Linked DNA regions of Zea mays: region 1 is linked to region 2. Evidence: chromatin contacts called from public Hi-C data. All regions are on one chromosome and are shown on one strand. Each heading gives the region's core, a stretch centred on a gene start, on an enhancer-like site or on the middle of the called end of the contact. The rest is flanking DNA. Distances are from core to core; before and after follow the strand shown. Region 1 holds the start of LOC103641778. Region 2 holds the start of LOC100382612.

The links. A called contact is a pair of places that touch in the nucleus more often than the background predicts.
Region 1: a Hi-C map of leaf shows a contact between it and region 2, with 4 times the contacts expected there. The contact joins the promoter of LOC103641778 here to the promoter of LOC100382612 in region 2. A contact is called at or near these places in 1 of 25 Hi-C or Micro-C datasets (leaf) and 1 of 3 datasets of contacts at active chromatin or transcription factors (seedling).

Annotation. Positions count from the first base shown.
Region 1 is chr10:128,963,387-128,969,281 of Zm-B73-REFERENCE-NAM-5.0, forward strand. It overlaps LOC103641778, which reads left to right and starts at 1,838. Exons shown (of 3, transcript XM_008665113.3): 1 at 1,838-1,983; 2 at 2,058-2,250; 3 at 2,335-2,711. The coding sequence starts at 1,871. The coding sequence ends at 2,631. LOC109943199 reads right to left here and starts at 3,577. Exons shown (of 2, transcript XM_020546131.1): 1 at 3,244-3,577; 2 at 2,826-3,177. The coding sequence starts at 3,540. The coding sequence ends at 2,851. LOC109943021 (protein MAIN-LIKE 1-like) reads right to left here. Exons shown (of 8, transcript XM_020545761.3): 3 at 5,581-5,895; 4 at 5,317-5,503; 5 at 5,026-5,234; 6 at 4,641-4,935; 7 at 4,488-4,571; 8 at 3,709-4,411. The coding sequence ends at 4,133.
Region 2 is chr10:128,846,292-128,852,352 of Zm-B73-REFERENCE-NAM-5.0, forward strand. It overlaps LOC100382612, which reads right to left and starts at 1,558. Exons shown (of 3, transcript NM_001366798.1): 1 at 1-1,558. The coding sequence starts at 768. LOC118473595 (endoribonuclease Dicer-like) reads right to left here. Exons shown (of 2, transcript XM_035963495.1): 2 at 5,056-5,506. The coding sequence ends at 5,258.

The DNA of each region.
Region 1 (5,895 bases), core at 588-3,087, 120 kb after region 2:
AATTAAAGGACTTGTGCTAAATAGTGTTGACTTTGTGATAAAATTATGCTGGGTTCGATAAATTTGTCATGCTAACACATAAATAATATATTATTTTAGTATCTTGTAGTACTGATAAGGTATGTGGTTTTAACATTTCGTATACAATATTTACTTTTATCATCATGTTTATTATAATATTAACGAATATGAGTATATAATGCTTAGTAGGTATAAGTATGAGATATTTTTCTTTAGACTTTGTTCGGTTACATGGGATATAATCCCGCCATGGATTTAATTTGGGTATGGATTGGGTGAATCCATATCTCACACCCAATCCTATGGTGGGATTAAATCCATTAACAAATCAATGTGACTTTCAAAGCTAGTTATTCTTTTAATCCATGGATTCTAATGTAAACTTGTGCAATATCTCATGGATTTGTTCCATACCTAATGGGCTATGGATAGAATCCATATCTTCCATAGTTTAAAAAATTTCCAAACCTTTGGGTTATATTCCATGATGGGTTTAACCGAATAAAAAAAATTAAGTAGTCATGGATTATTTTGGGACATGGATTGAGGCATGGATTTAATTCCAATCCATGCTAATCCAAAGCGGGATTGGTGTAAACGAACAAAGCCTTAGTGAGTATGAGTATGACTGTGTGTAAATTGGATATATTTATCCAATGCCATCCTAATGAGGAAGGAGAGCTTTGCTGGGCGTTGTTCCTTACACGTGTTCCCCGCCGGCCACACGTGGAGCCGCCGTGACGGCCTGACCGGAGACGCGACGCCGAGCGGGCGGCGCTGGCCAGGATCGCGGCCGATAAGGCCTGCGCCCATGGGCCACGGGGCACTGGCTGCCAGCATACAGAAAAGCGGCGCACGGCTGCGTGGTGACTGGTGAACAGGTTACAACCTTGCAGGGGGGCAGGGTCTCCGTGTTGTATAGCTGTTTGATGGTCCGGCTGTGGTTTGTTTAGGAGACCAAAATCGTATCATCGTACTGTATTATATTATGGGGTTATTGCATGTTATTTATTTATTTTAGATATAGTGAAATGAGACTAGACATTATATATATACACACATATATTTCATTTTGATTGGAGTTATATAAAAAATTAGTTATTTTACTCTATCTCTACCACTACCAGGCTACCAGCCGTTTGGAGGCCGAGCCGCCGAAGACACGAGCGATGAGCAACACCGGCACTTTCTGAACAAAGACTAGACGAAGACGTCCATAGAATGATAGAAAGCGTGCCGTTTCATTCTCTCGTGAGGACGTCAGCAGCTATGAGTAGTTGCAGCGTGATGCGGACATTGCACTTGGAGAAGAATAGGAGATCTTCGCTTTCGGCAGCACCGTTTTTGTCCCTCAAGAAGGGAAAAAAAGCGATAAAGGCACTTGTGTTGGGCGCACGGCGGAAGCGCAGCACCCAGCGCCCGCCCGGCGAAGCCCCCCTGCTGCTCTCGGCAATAAGAACGGGTAAAAACTAAAGAGTGAGGCATCTGTAAGCGCTGACGCACGCACGCCCGCGCGGCGTGCCGCGGCACGGCAGGAGCAGAGCAAGCGCGCAGCGACTTGGCCGGCACGGAACGAACGCGTCGGCCGCACCAACTTTTTTGCAATTTGGCCCTTTTCGGGTTTTTTTCCCACATTTATGCCCCTGGCAGTTTCATTTCAAAAAATGGACCCTTAGCTCGGCGCCGTCATCATTGGCGCCGAGCATGTGTGTGCCGGCGCCAATACTATTGGCGCTTATACGTCAGACGCCGGTGGGATCTGGATTGACGTGGCACGTACCTCGGCGCCATAGATCTTGGCGCCGAGGTAGGCGCCCGGTCAACGACGCCTACCTCGGCGCCAAGATCTATGGCGCCGAGGTACGTTCCTATAAATAGTACCCTACGTCTGGCTTGTTGCTGTGCTCATTTCAATTCTTCTAAACTAGAGATGTCTAGGCGTGGTAAATATGCTAAACAAAGGTAAGTTTTGGATCTGCCTCTTATTTTGTGAGTCTATTATATTTCTGATTGTTATAGAGTTTATGGAAATTTAGGAAGGGTCCTTTGACCGGAACTGCCTTCGACCCGCTGCCTTTGCCAAGTGGTGTTCCAGTGCCTATGTGTTTTTGTGGTGATCCTTGTAAGGTCGATAAGTCTGAAGATCATGACACCTATCGACAGAGGTATTGGATGTGTGCTAACTTTGCATTTGAGCCAACTGTTGTTCAACGTCGGATGAATTTAATGGTGAGAATAGTCTTGTAATATGTTTACATTTGTGAATGTTTTTGTAAATGTTTTTTTGCGTACTAATAATTGCACATTTTGTAGACTCCTCCACCGCTATGTGATTTTGAGCAGTGGATTGACACCGAAATATCAGAGAAAGATAAGAAGTGGCTGGAGAATCTTCAAAAGTGGGATGCAGAGGACAAAGAGAGGATGAAAAAAAGACGAGAGGAGCTTGCTGCCGAGCAACAACGTGAAGACGAAGAGAAAATGAGGCGTGTTGCTGAATGCAGGGAAGATAAGGAGAAGAAGCTTGAGCGTGCACGTCGTGCAAAGGAAGCAATGGAGGAGAACCCTGATGCATTTCGCAAAGGCAAATGGCCCCGTTGTACTCAGTAGTATTGGTGTTTTATTTGAAGTTATGTAATAATGAACTTATTATTCGGTAATATGTATTGTCGAACAATGATATTTCGTAATGAATTACCTTCAAATTGATGAAAAATTACATAAATACATAATTCATGAAAAGTAGATTTAAAGCAATTCTTGAAGGCGACTTGAAGCAATTGAAATAGATAACCAACACGCTAAAAGCAATTGATACATAAGAGTTTTCTAGTAGTGCTCCCACATTCCAAATTGAGTTGAGCCTTCCCCATAGTATCCTCCCATTGTTGGTGTCTGCTGTGGGTGCGGTGGAGACGACGGAGGACCAACATTCTTGTTGTGACAAGGGCAGCAACAATATGGATCTGGGCATACTTGCACCTGTGAAGCACCACCATTGTTTGTGTCTCTTTCTTCCTCATCATTTTTGTTGCTTACTTCTCTCTCTAGATCAAATATCCTATTCTGTAGGTAGGATATGTATTCCGCATGAGGAAAAATTGGACGAGGATCTACCCAACGAGTGAACCCACAATTCTCCTTGACCAATGAATGCTGCATAAATGTTTATAGTTAGTTCCACCATGTATTTAGAAAAAAGGACTAGAAATTAATTTGTACATATGCATAAGGACATCTGAAGAAACGCCGGCCTCCATCAATTCCACCCTCAACGAACATCTGCACCAAGCAATCCTCGCCATGCATGCACTTCGGCCAATCTTCTCTCCTATTATCGTAGGACCTAAGTCTAACCTCTTTGTTGAAATCTTTTTTACTTTGAACTGGAAAGTTAAAAACCGCCTCTTCAAAAAAATCTGGACCAAGAGGGCCATCAAAAGACATTGGAGTTAACTTCCCTCCATCCTTTCGTCTCTCATTTACCGCACCCTTGCCCCTAGAAGACCCTGAAGCCATTCTATTGCACAATGAAGCAAATGTACAAAGGATCGTGTATATATAGGCTAAAGGATAGATAGTGTAATAGATTATAAACATCAGATATGTACAAAAACTCTGAAAGGGCTATGTTCTAGTTCTGAAAAGGCTACATGTCCTACGCTATGTTCTTTTTCTGAAAAGGCTATATATACAATCCTGAAAAGGCTATTTTTACACTCTGAAAAGGCTATATAAGCACTCCTGAAAAGGCTACGAAATGGATCTGAAAAGTATAGATGCTAGTCCTAAAATTAATGCTTCTGAAAAGGCTATGTAATAGTTATGTAAAGGCTACATGACATAACCAACAATTTCACAAAATTTCGGCAGAGTTTTCTCTGTTTTTTGTCAATCCAAGACATACTCATAGATAAGCATAACATACAAGTGCATACAATTGTAAACAATTCCAAGCAAGCTCATAAAAGTCTAAACAAGTTCATTACAAGTCCATAGAATTCATACAAGTCCATTAAAATGTCATACAAGCCCGTAGAGGCCAAATGAGTCCATTACAAGTCTATATAATTCATACGTTACATAACAAGTCCATAGAGTCCAAACCAATTCAACGTCTCCTAGTCTTACCCTTGCCTAAAGCGTCGGTGCCTGGAGTGTAACGTTGTGGAGAGCGGTGTCGCCTACGATCCTGTGGTTGTAATGGCTGTGTCGAAGGAGCCCCCTCGAGCTGTGAAGGTCCTATCTCGTCGTGATCGTAGTCGAAGCCAGCACCAAGACCTGTGGAGGGCGTTGCTGTGTCGGTACACGATGGTACATGGACGTCATGTGCAACAGTAGTCCTGCAGCCACAGCGAGCAGCAGCTCCACGTAGGCGCCTAGATAAACGCTGCATGCCAAAGACATATTAGTTTACAACATATTCATAACACGCTAAAGGCTATAAACGATGCATGTGGGCTTACCTGCAAGAAGCTGCGCATGCTGCTGTCGCCCGTAGTCAAAAGTTGGCGATCAATGTCCTCTACCGACCGTCGCAATGTGTTACCCTGTACAACACAATTTGCATCACACATACTATTTATACATGTCGAGTATTAAAATCGAGTAAAACTTACCACTCGATCTAATATGGGTGCCGCCTCCACTTGGGTTCCCAGTCTAGTGGTCAGGTCATACTCCGTTTCTTCATCGTCTGAAGAATCAATGTCGGCGTAGTCTTCCGCTGTCCACTGCTGGCGAAGCTTACAACGAGTCGCACCCTGGTACCAAGCTTGGTACCGCCTGTAATCACTATTGTTGTGCAACTCATCGTTGGAATATACATTCTCAGCACCCGATTCCCAATCATTTACTAATATCAGATGATGTTGACGAAAGTCCGTTATCTTCTTTTGCTTCCGCCGGTCAAATCTACACACAAATCATATCATATAAATAACACAAAGTTAAGAATGATTGATGTTATAAATTGCAAACTGGATTTATAGATTGCGAACTTACTTGTGTAGCTCCTTTGAAGTAGGAACATCTTCAACCGGCCATAGCTGGTTCCTACCAAACTGTCTCTGAACCCTGTGAGGTAGGTGCCACTCAACACACCAGAAACAGACCAAAGGACATTGCATCATATAGAGTTCATCTTCACTGCTGCATACTACACTAAAGATCATCCCAGCATACTCAGGTGCGTTGTATGGCTGCCATGTGACCTAAAACAAAAATGAAGCAATCTATGTTAAGTATAATAAAACAAATTTCATAACGATAAGTTTTTCATTGTTGAGTACTTACGCTAGAGGCAGAAAGGGTGTCAAACTCGTTAACATACTCCATGTATGCCCTCTTAGCTCTCGCAAAAGGAGCTGCCACTTGGTCCCAAATATAAGCATACGTCGGTCGAAGACGATCATTTCCATGAATCATCCATGGCCAGGGTCTAGGCTGGAAAACACGTGGTCGACCAACTGGTATGCGAAACCTGCAAAATGAAATTTATGTTAGTAAGTAATATAGCCTTATTAAATAAAATTTTGAAGACTTCGGTCCAAGACGTACCACATCCATATCTGCAGGAGGTAGACGCAACCGCCTATAGACGAAGAGGAGGACGTACGACGGCAAGCTTCACAAAGCTGCCGGTACAAAAAAGAAAGCACAGCGGAGCCCCAACTGTACTGTCCAGCTGTATCCCAGTCGGTTAGACATGGGATGTACATCCAGGACGCGCAGTCTCCTGTGGCGTCTGGGAAGAGGACACAACCAAACATGTGCAAGATCCAAGCTCGACAATAGAACTGGACTGTAGCCTCATCAGCATCAGCAGGGCACACACCAAAAGACTGACGGAGCCATGTGATGCCTACTCCAGCA
Region 2 (6,061 bases), core at 308-2,807:
CATCTTCTTCCCCAAGCGCGAGTCAATATGGATGCACTTCCATAAAAAGGGTTCGTTCCGGACAGCTGAATGCAATGACTTGCACACCATCTCAACAGAGAGGATGTCACGTAAGCCAAGATAGCTCAGAACAAACACCATCGCTTCATGTGCATCATTTCCCTCCTGGACAGGAGCAACATCAACCATATCCCAGCATGCCAAAGCTGGGTTACAAGAGCTAGATGGGTCCTCCTCAACCATATTATCACAGCATGACAAAGCTGGGTGACAAGAGCTATATGGGTCCTCCATGACCCCAATAGAGTAGGACATACTAGGAGGCAACCGTGAAAACTGTTCCATGCCTCCAGCACCTGAGAGGCCTCCACACACAAAAGAATCCTCAAAACCACCAGTATAGGCACCACTCCATGGCTCCGGAGTGAGCATAAAAGCCTGGTTCAAGTAATAACTCAGGTCATCAGAGAAATCATCGTCATCACCGCTTCCAAAATGCCCAGCACCAGACATGAACGTGAGGTCCCCGATGCAACTGGCGATCGCAGCTGTGAACGTAGTTTCCAGGTTCATCCCAAAGGGGTCCGTGGGTAAGAGATCCACAGGATCCGCCTCCTTCATCTCCATCTCAGGCTCATTCCACCACAGTGAATTCACCCCGGAGGATGATACAGGAGAGGCCTCATCCGACCAGCACCCACAACCAAGCATCATGTTGGCACATTCATCGGTCACCAGGAGCGAGCGTGACGAGTAATTCAGCGCCATAACCTCCAACCTCCCTTCCACTACCTCTCTATATCTCTCGCTCTCTCTTTTTTTTCTCCCTCTCTATTTTCTTTTTTTCTTTTTTCTTTTGATTTTATCTACAGACGACGATAGAACACGCGGCCCTAGATCTTCTCAAGAGAAGAACCCTCTATTCCTGGTCCGGGCCGATCAAAAAAACACAATCCCTAGGACCAAAAACTTCACGGAGCAGTCTCGATCACGGAGCCCAATCCAATAGCAGAGAAGGTAGACGTCCAGACGTCCCCCTCCTAAAAAAAACGAATCCCCTCTACCAATACACCCCCAAATCTAATCAGCCGACATCACCAATACCACTCAGCCTGGATAATCACGCCCAAATCGGCAGAAACAATTAGCACCAATACAAACACTCCTCAGATCCCAGCAACAGTAACAGTGAGAAAGGGAAACCAGAAATCCCCAAACCGGTACGGCGAGGCTTCTCGAGGCTCGGTGGCGATTGGCGAATCGGGCTGCAGGCAGATGCAGAGCTCCGAATGCGGCGGCGGTAGGACGGGTGGTGCTGGGATTGGAGTGGAGACGGTGGCGCGCGCAAACCCTACGCGAGAGGCAGGCTATGAGGAGAAGGTTGTGGTGGTGTGCAGAGGGGGGTGGCGTGGGGGTTCCGCAAAAATCTCGAAGCCTCCTCTTCCTTCCTGGCTGCCGTCCCCTTTGGTCTCTCTTCCGCGCCGCGCGGGGGGAGCGGAGGAGAAGGAGGGGTTGAGAAGGGACGAGAGCGCGTGGCGGCCTCTGCTCTGGTGGGGGCAGCGGCTGGCTAGGCTTAGTTTCGCCTTTTAATTTGCGTTTTTCTCCCGTCCGGAACGGGATTTTCTCAAAATACAACGAACGAACTTGCGGGTTTGCGCCGTTGGGATAACGGTGGGGCTGGCTGAGGCGGAGTGCGCAAGGCGATGGTTGGAATGCTGCGCCGTTTTGGCGGCGTTCAGTTTCACTCAGATTCTAAGATCGTAGGATTTTGTTTTAGATAAGTGTTACCTCTGCATTATCTAAAATCTGTTGAAACCAAACATGACCTTTACTATTTGGAAACTCACTGAACATGAAAAAACAATAAAAACCGGAAAGACGCCATATCCGCGTGAGATGGAGTGGTACGTAAAATGGTGCAAACGAACATTTGTGGAAGCAAGAATATTCTTCCATATAAAAAATTAGTCAGTTGCTCTGATTTGCTACTATTGTTATATATCAAATAAATAGATATTGATATATTTATTTAAATATAATTATTGTTCATTTGTAAACACTAAGATATGTGTTGTCTAGTGGTTAGCCCTAAATTTTATGAACATTGAGCGTGGGGGTGAGTGCTAGGTAGACGCAGTAGCTGCACGAGCCCTGAGGTCCATAGAAAGCGTTGATGTGAGGTCCATAGGGTACGACGCGCGATGCGGGGCGTCTGGAGTGGGCCCAGAGTGTCGGCACTGAGGATTAAGATTTTAATAGAATAGTATAAATTATAGCATCTTCGGTAGTTTCCAGCAAAATATAAGCCTCCTTTTGAATGCGAGAATTTCATAGAAATTATATGAAAATTTCACATGAATCAATTTACTTTCACAGAAAAACACATGAAAACAGAAAAACTTCCCTCAATCCAAAAGAGGCCATATACGATAAATCAATGAGTTCTCTAAGTGCCTATAAAATATTGAAATCACATTTCTTCGGTTCGAACAACTTTCAAAAACTTGTTTCTAAAATATAGCAAGTATTTTGTATTAAAATTTTCGAATGGTTATAAAACACACCAAATAATTTTGTATCTTTACTCTCGTAGAGTAATTCCAATAGTTATGTATAATTGTACTTCCTAAATGCTAGATTTAGCAAATCCTCAAATAATATAGGAAGAAAAAAAAACTCATCTCCTCCTCTCTATATATTAGAGTCTAAATATATTAAAACTTATCATGCCACCAGTTTGATTGGGACCACTTTTTTACTTTTGTTTTCATCTCTCTTTCGTATATCGATCTCAAAATTTTGACATGACAGATTCAACCTGGTGAGCTGTGTTGGTTTTTTATTTGCTACAACAATTATTTATTCGATAATTTCCGACGTGTGCATGTACGATTGTTGTATTGTCAATTATTTAATCTCAAGATGACTAGTTGCCACAATTGTATATCGGTGGTCGGCGTATAAGCCCCTTCTAATATATCTTTACTACAAAGTGAAAAAAATACCAAAATAAATAAGTAACATAAGTTTTTGTTTAGGGAGTTGCTAAATAGTTGCTAGATGTAGAGGAAGAATGAGGTTAAATGAGAAGTAGCTAAATTTTAAATAAAAGCATATATAGAGATGTTGAGGATGAGTTTTTAGATTAGCTGTCTAAATTGTTGATTTAGAAATTGTTTTAGAGAACTACTCAAGTTGATCTTATGCATTTGCATTGAAAAAACTCTGTTACTCCTTATTCTTTTCATGTTATGGTACCTCCAAACCGGTGAATCGATAGGTACACGGATATTTCCATGCGATTAGTTTGGTTTTCCAAGTGCATTAAACTGGAAGTTAAAATAAGAAGTGGTGGAAGAGAAGTTATACTTAATCTTACAAAAAATATAGATTGAAAGTGAATTTTATAATTTCTGGAAGATGCTCTAAGTTAGCTTTATATTGTCTCCCAAAAAAATACAACTACATACGAAAATGAACTAAATGGGAACACACCTGTGTACACGAGACTTTTGTTTCCTCTGCTTTGTCTAGATCTGATTTTTCTTCCAAAATCTGTTGTCCATCTTTCCTAGTTTCTGAGTACTATGAAATAGAGCTAGCCAAACAATAGCTGAAGGATAAGACCAATGATTAAGTTAGTGAATCTATTTATTGTTGCGCCTCCACCCATAATGAAAACAATAATGACATGATGCAATAATAAAAGGAAACTTCGATAAATTGGAGATGTTAGAGGACGAAAAGCGGTAATAGTAGAGTTAATACTACAAGTGTCGCCAAAAAAATTACAGCCCTCTCTTTGAGTCCGCACGATTAGATTGATTTTCCAAGTGTAAAGAAACTGAAAGGAGTTGTTGAAGAGAAGTTATTTTTTATCTTACCAGGAAATATACAGATTGAGAATGGATTTAGACTATATTCAACAATTCACTCTATATTTTTCTCCTTATATCTTACTAGGTGAATGCCCGTGCGTTGCCACGGGAGTTAAAATTTAGTATAAAACATAGATACAGAAATACAAACATCACTATGATATGTTAAATCCATGTGGTAAGACTGTTCCAAATTATAAATGTTTTAGTATTTCTAAAGAATCAGTATTGAAGCACACATTGACGACGTCATCCGTGGCGCCCATGACGCCGTAGTGACACAGCATGTCGCAGAGGCGCGTGCCGCACTGCATGGACGTGGAGATGGCACTGAGGCCAGTTCAAGCCCACTTTCTGGCACACCCTGTTATGCTCCTTGTGTTGGTTGGCCACGCATACCAGCGTCACGGGGAGTTCCAAGGCCTCGAACTCCGTCACCAGCTGCTCCATGGTTAGCTTGGCGGGGCGTCTCACGAGAGTCACGAGCCCCACCACCACGTATGTCGGTTAAGTATGTCGGTAAGCCGATATTCTTAACATAAGAACGTTGATCTATTAGAGTAAGAACGTCGGTTTCTAGTCGACATTTTTCTAGTAGTGGTAGTGGTGCGGTGCCGGGGTGATGAAGTCGTGCGCCATCAGCCACGGCACCAAAGGCTCTAAGTTGAAGGGGTGCTTGCCCGTGAGCCGGACAAGCGCCGGGTGGCGCCGCACCCACGCGTCAGATGTGGCCTCGCCACGCGAGTCGCAGACGGGTGGCTCCACCTCGAGGCACAGGAGGTACGATGATCGCCAGTCCGGCGGGAATGTTGTATTTTTCCATGGAATCAAAATCGGGGCGGGTGCGACGCTTGCCTCCTGGGCCACCGGAGCAGAACATGTTGAAGCTCTTGGGAGGCGCAATGGTCGACCACGGGTGGGGGGGGCAGGTGCCGCTCAACAGAGGTCGCCATTGTCGGCACGAGCTACGAGAACGATTTTTAATTGTGATGTCTAGAGCTCGAGGTTAATCGGAAGCTCGAGGAATATAATCATGCATGCCCTCAGAAAGAAAACACACAATAAAAAAGGAAACACAATAAATTAGGCAAGGGAAACAGTCAGTCACGATTTTCTGATACAATCAGGCGGTATATTAATAGATATTACACGACATTATATATGAAGCAAGTATTAACACAACATTATATCAATAGATCGGGAAAGTATATTACACGGCAATTATAAGGGAAACACAATAAATCAGGCAAGTATATTACACGACATTGCATAGAATACAATCAGGAGCAAATTCAGATACTATGCTGATCCAAACTGCTGTATTCGGTAGATTATGTTTGCAAATCTACGATTCTAGGGACAACTCACGTAAACAAAACTTAAGATTTCAAAAAAGAAGCCAGGTTAGGTAAGACTACCGCAAGACTGTTACTGCAAGCAAGCTGGCATAAAGCTGCATTCGAGATCACGTTTTTCTTCATCTTGGTCAGCGCGCCTTCATGCTGATTTTTGTATTTGCCAAAAAAGTGTTGGGCTGTAATATAGTTGAAAAAAGAATCCCCAAGTGTCTCTAATGATTCCTGCGAAAAGTCCTCTCGGCAATTCTTTGCTGTAAGTGCTTCCAGAATCTACAAGTCAATGAACATGGGTTAAAAATAAGAACTATGTTCGTGTAATGCCACATCAATCCGAAAGTGACTATTGCATTAGGTATGAACATATGGGAATGATCAAACTACTTCCAACGAAAAGAACAATCGACAAATGCATGTGTAATGTATTGACTGTTTGATGGAATGCAAAATTTCTACAGAAATCTAGATTTCACCAGAAACAATTACATTTTGACAGCGGGGAGTTCTACACACTTTTCTGCTTAGACTTGTCAGATCTCTATCACAACAGCTACAAAACGATCAGAAGCCTAAGCATGTAAGGAGAGAACATGAGTGATGATCATGTACATCATGATGGGCGAACAAATCAGGAGCAACTACACCACTGCTGGGAAGTAGCGACGAACATTAATTACATTACAAAATAGTATAGTAATAACTAAAAACAACCCTACGTATTTACCAGTCTCCATATCCTACATTCTTACCTTAATTACTCTGGACCAACATGCGCCAGTTTACTGGCTTAACACTGGCGGTACTCCATCACTAATTTTTAGTCCCTCT